Regions from separate parts of the Sus scrofa genome. Here region 2 is linked to region 1. Evidence: chromatin contacts called from public HiChIP or PLAC-seq data. All regions are on one chromosome and are shown on one strand. The core of a region is the stretch at or near the end of the contact, and the rest is flanking DNA. Distances in the headings are between cores, read along the strand shown. Region 1 overlaps RNF19B (E3 ubiquitin-protein ligase RNF19B). Region 2 holds the start of AZIN2 (antizyme inhibitor 2).

The links. HiChIP or PLAC-seq counts read pairs in DNA pulled down with a chosen protein or histone mark.
Region 2: an H3K27ac HiChIP or PLAC-seq map of alveolar macrophages shows a contact between it and region 1. The contact joins the promoter of AZIN2 here to the enhancer-like site in region 1. A contact is called at or near these places in 3 of 5 promoter capture datasets (fetal skeletal muscle, liver and skeletal muscle), 20 of 47 Hi-C or Micro-C datasets (alveolar macrophages, blood, embryonic fibroblasts and 12 more) and 2 of 2 datasets of contacts at active chromatin or transcription factors (alveolar macrophages and skeletal muscle).

What each region holds. Positions count from the first base shown.
Region 1 is chr6:89,224,046-89,226,939 of Sscrofa11.1, forward strand. RNF19B (E3 ubiquitin-protein ligase RNF19B) reads right to left here. Exons shown (of 10, transcript XM_005665197.3): 9 at 1,960-2,452; 10 at 1-671. The coding sequence ends at 1,996. Among named protein-coding and RNA genes, the nearest start is that of TMEM54, 22 kb to the left of the region's middle. Within about 2 kb of position 1,391, at least 13 of the 83 cell types and tissues checked have an H3K27ac peak or open chromatin away from gene starts, as enhancers often do. A contact at or near this core is called in alveolar macrophages and embryonic fibroblasts, where this site is marked.
Region 2 is chr6:89,345,468-89,348,284 of Sscrofa11.1, forward strand. AZIN2 (antizyme inhibitor 2) reads left to right here and starts at 1,393. Exons shown (of 11, transcript NM_001123193.2): 1 at 1,393-1,569. The coding sequence starts at 1,465.

The DNA of each region.
Region 1 (2,894 bases), core at 141-2,640:
TTTCATCTGCTAACTTCTAGAGAGAAAACAGTAGTGTTGCAATGGATTAGGATAAGCTTAGGTTTTTCAGTCTCTGGTCCAGAATTCTAGGCTTTTTTTTTTTAGATGGCATCCATAATCCCCCTTATTTCTTCTTATTCCTGCAGGAGAAAAAAAAAATGGGCCTTCTTCACCTAAAGCATCATCAGTACACTGTCTCACTTAACCTTTACAATTTTGTAACTGGGATTAGGATTTCCATTCTGGCCAAGTGAAAACACACTCAGAGTAAGTAGCCCAAGTCTCACAGAAGTGGAGTCCAGATAAGAATACATACAGGCTTGGCTGCAAATTCCCGCCCCTCCAAAAAAACTTCCTTGATTTTATTCAAGTTAATGGCTCTCTTAATGAGAACTACAAGTCTGGAGTTGATATTTTGCATTTCAGAGATTTCCATATTGCCTGCCCCTTTTCCCACCAGGTTCCCTTTTTCACACAAAGACATCCCTCTCAGGCACTTTCTTCCAGAGACCCAAAGTCCACTAGCAGCACTTCCTGTCCCAGGTGCAGGGCAACGTGCTAAGTCTGGCTGCGGTGCCCAAGAGATAAGAATTCTCCAAGTTGGCTGTTGTCCAGATGCATCATCCTCATGGTAGTAACACACAGGCCAGGAAGACAAAGAGCAGGTGCATCTGTGAAAGGAAACAGAAAGCCATCTGGTCCTCAGAAAAAGAATGTTTTCAATTCTTCCTCTGGGCCCAGAGCTGAGGTGACAGAGAAGTTTGGCACTGGAAGCTCCAAAAATACTGAGAGCTGGGGAAATTAGGGATATGAGACAGTACCTAACTCACTCAGTCACAAAGTAAATTACTGCCAGATTTGAAATCTCGCATCAGGTCTCATGAATCTTTTAATTTTTCTGCTATATTACGTATGAGCATTACTTTCTAAGGCCATTATTCTAGACAAAGCCAAAATCCCAAGTAGTACTTAGCTCAATTCTGACAAATTTATAAGATCAGATAAAATTAAATATGTTGTGATTTTGATGGCATGTCTCTTCTCTCCTTTCATTACAAATTCTAGTCAGATTCTTGAGTCACTCTTACTCAAACTAGATTGGCAAAACTAGAAAGTTTTTGGAATAGGAAATGTGTCCCTGAGCATTAACAAACACCTAGGTTACTGCTTGGTGATTATGCAGAATAGGTACATTTCTTCCTCCTGTAAGAATATTGTTTCCCAAGTTATAACCACTCAATATTACTGGGATTTCTGAAGAGCCACTGGAACTGACACCCCTTCTCTCCTCTAAAGAACATTTCTCGTAATGACTATAATGCAGAAAAGGGCAATTAACAGGAAAACTGCGCAGCTGCCTCTAGAGGGCAAACAAGGCTCATTTTAATTTAGAGCTTCTCTATCTGGCTAACTCAGCTAATTCTTTAGTCTGACTACACAGTCCAAAACAAGCCTGGCTTTGCTTCCTGTCATGCTAGGAGTCACTGCAGTAGGATGACTCCATTGCAATGTGGTTAGAATACATCCTTCTTCCTGGGATTAGGGAAACTCAGATCTAGAGATAGTTAAAGACATAGTGGTCTGTTTCAAACACTTGGCTCTGGAGGACTACCCAAGCCAAGGAAAATGAGAGGAGTTGAATTACAACAGAAATTTTTATTAAAATGTGTCCTTCAGTAATATGTTAGCATACATACAATATACACACATACATCTGTACACTCTTTGACACACCTCACGGATTGCCACCATCAGTTTAACCAATAAATTAAAACTAAAAAAGAGTGGGGGGGTGTGGGAGTGGGACTAGGGCAAAGTTTCCATGTTTTATCTGGTAAGAAATTGCAAATTCCTTAGAATTTTCCTGGGGAAAACCTATGACAAGAGAATCTCTGAAATAAAATACATAAATCCCTGCCCGCCCCCCGCCCCCCCAAAGACGTCAAAAGATGCAGTTACAAGTGTGCTTCTCAGAACAGGAGCATTCATTCCACTTCATACTCTGGCTTCTGCATCTTCCAGCTTCAAGACAGTCTTCCCCTCAGCTGGGGCAGAGAGGTTCCTATGGGCACTTGGGCTCGGTGCACCTGGGGCTCTGGGTGTCGAGGGACAGGCTGCGGCCTGGGGGTGAGGGGAGCCACACTCATCTGAGGTGATGTCTGGCACATCATCTGATTGCGTATCAGAGCTCTCCAGGTCACTGCGGATGCTCTCGGGCTGGGCCAGGCTGATGTCCCAAGCTTTGTTGGCCAGGCAGTCTTTCTGTTCACAGCTTTGGTGTTTGCAGGGGGGATCCTCTTCATTGTTGCCACCACTACTACCACCTTCTTCTTCATTCTCCACCATCTGAGCATGAACATGGAGTGAGTCCTCCGTGCTGCTTCCACTCACCAGCTGGTAGTGGCTTGGTTTGGCTTCAATGTCCACTTGGATTTCCATATTGTTGCATTCTCTGTGGAGACAAAATCCACTTTGCTGAATCATGCATGGGTCATGCTATACCTGTTGGTAAAAGCAGTTTGTGGGTTCAAGATTAGAAAGTCCAAAAACATAGGTAAATAGTAGACTAGAGCTCACTTTTAAAAATAAAATTACCCTAACACTCAAATAAGATGGAGAAGAACAACTAGATTTTTTTTGTTGATTTTAAATATGCACACAAATATACACCTCTGCCTATTAAAAAAGCAACTAAAAACGAGCTTCTAAAATTCAACTAAGGGTCAGAGTCTTACACTATCTTATACTCAAAATATGAAAGTGAAGGAAAAGTCGTAACTTTTTATTTCTTTGCCACAATTAGAAAAAACCAGGATCTCTCTAGTAGGGAGTGCTATGATCACACCATGCCAGATACACGAGCTTCTCAAAAATACAGAGAAATAGGCTATAGG
Region 2 (2,817 bases), core at 143-2,642, 120 kb after region 1:
AGTTTACCGGTTTAGAGAGGAGAGGCACCGTGAAGCTGAGGTAGTCCCAGAAAAGGCGGAAGCAAACAGGAAACCTCCTTGGCTTCCTCCTTACTCTAAGATCCAAGATTTAGAAGCTAAGGGTCCCACCGTGTAGATGGTCGGATTCTGAGCTGGCGGCGCTGCAGTTCTGACTTCCCAGTGTAGGATAGCGGTGGAGGGGGCTCGGCAGGATTGAGGATCAGCCTTCCGGAGCGGACCCCGGAGCTGAAGGCTTTATGTCGGAATCGACCAATGGGATGCCGGCACCCAGTTGCCAAGGCTACGGAGGGTGGCCGAGCAGAGGCGGGGCCTGGATGCCAGGGGCGGGGTCTGGGCGGGGCTTATATAAGCGGGCTGCGGGCAGAAGGCGGGGCGTGGGGTCAGTGGCTGCTGGGCGGGCGGGGCGCAGGCCGCGGGGCCCGAGCCTGGGGGAGCGAGCGAGCGGAGGCGCAGAGGATCCGATTCACTCGCTGGGGAGACCTATGGGCCGAAGCCGTGTAAATGCGTTTTAAGGCGAGTGCGGGGAGTGGCTCGGGGAGCCTGGGGAGCGGGCGCTCGCGGCTCCAGTGCTGACCTGCTCCCCGGCCCCTCTTGCCTCCTCTCAGCAGGGGCCTCGGCTCCGCAACTGCCACTCCTTCTCGGGGTGTTGCACAAGTTTCGAGGTTACCGGTGACCCCCCCTAGCAGCGCGCCTGGTTCTGGCCCCCGCGAAGGAGGACGGGGCTTGGTAAGCGGACCTCGGAGGGCGGGACCTCGGCCCTGCACTCAGGAAGGCTCACCTGGGCAGAATTTCAGCCTTGGGTTCTTGCCTGGGAGCCCGGGACCCCCACCCACCAGGTGGAACCCCCATGCACGCTTAGAATACTAGCATGTCAGGACCAGCCCGACCCCCATTTCGAAACGGTGAAACTGAGGCTCCGAGAGGGAACGAGGCGTACCCAAGGTCACGCGGCAAGAGAGCAGACCCTAACCTCAGTTCTCGAGTGGAGACTCCTAGGTGGGGCCAAGCGCAGCCACTTCAGGTGGGCGTGGTCAGGATGGCGGGAGGCACCTGGAAATTTACCTACTCGGCTTTCCTGCTCCTTTCTCTCTCTTTCTTTCCCTTTTACTAAAACTCGAATTTCAGAACTGGAAAAGATCACCAAAACAATTCGTCCATTTTACAGATGGGGGACTGAGGCTCAGAGAGGCAATGACATCTAGACAGATAATGCCTTGTCCCGGTCCAGGATTCTTACTCGTCCCAGCTAACCTAAGCTCCCCAGGCTTGTGCTGAGGGCAGGGTGTGACAGGACGAGGCGCCCTGGCCTGGGGAGGTGAGGGGCGCAGCCAAGGCCAGGCCCCCAGCGGCCCCCTCACTCTCCCCCGCAGTGTGTTGCATACTTTCTAAGGCGGCCGGAGGCATCGGCAGCTCCATCCAGCCCACCGGCTCCTCCTCCTCGGCATGGCTGGCTACCTGAGTGAAACGGACTTTGTGATGGTGGAGGAGGGCTTCAGCACCCGAGACCTGCTGGAGGAGCTCACTCTGGGGGCCTCACAGGCCACCACGGTGAGGGTCTGGGAGTGGGGGGGTGGGCCCTCTGTTCCCCCAGCAGGCCCAGCTGCCCCTTAGGGCCCTCATCTTCTTTCACTTATTTGGTATTCAGTCCTTGGTATTTGCGAGAGGCTCATTTTATCTCCAAATTCCTGGTCCTTGCCCCTAAACCTGCCCCTCCTGTGTCCCCCGCCTTCATAAACACACCACCATCACCTGCCCAGCCCTCTAAGTCAGGAACCTGGGAGTCCTTACATCCCCCTCCCACAGCTGGGCACCACTAAGCTCTGTGGATTCGGCCTCCTTAAATTACCCTGCCATGTGCGCTTCTGGAATTTCACTTGGTAGTTTAGGCCTCATATCTCTAAAGGCTCCCTAATCTTTTCTTTCCCTCACTTCACTCCTTTCAACTTTATCATAGCTCTGCTCAAAATCAGAATTCTTGGGAGTTCCCATTGTGGCTTAGTGGGTTAAGAACCCAACTAGTATCCATGAGGACGCCGGTTCTATCCCTGGCCTCGCTCAGTGGGTTAAGGTTCCGGTGTTGCTGTGAGCTGTGCTCTGGGTTGCAGATGCAGCTTGGATCTGGCATTGCTGTGGCTGTGGCATACGTATGGCAGCAGCTACAACTCTGATTTGACCCCTAGCCTGGGAACTTCCATATGCCACAGGTTCGGCCCTAAGAGGCAAAAAAATAAAATGAAATAAATTTAAAAAATAAAATAAAAATAATAATAATAATCAGAATTCTTCGGCAGTTTCCCTCTGCCGACAGGATCCAAGTCAGAACCCTCTGCCTTCATAGCCCCATGTCTGACTTTTCCCACAGTATATATTATCTTCCATCAGAGCTGGGCCAGTCTACTCATATTTTCCAGTGATTCCACGTGCTCCACCATCACTCCTTTGCCCAGGCTTCTCCCTGGAACACCCATCTCCCAGCCTCTCTTTCTTACCTACTTTCATTCATTGCTTATTACTCATCTGGGTCACCTTTTCCTGATTACCCCAGGCAGATTTTGTATTTTCCTCCTCCATAGCCCCCACTGCATTTTGTAGAAACTCCTGTTTAGTATTTACTGAATGGGCTTGTAATTGCTTAAAGGGTTAGTTCTCATCCAGACCGAAGCCCTTTCAGAACTAGAGCCCTGTCTGGTCTTTTCTGTACCTTACTTAGCATACTTGATAAGTACACTTAGTCAGACACCAAGTGGGCATCAGTAAAAAAAGTGTTGCATAGAAGGGAAACTGCATCCCAGGAAA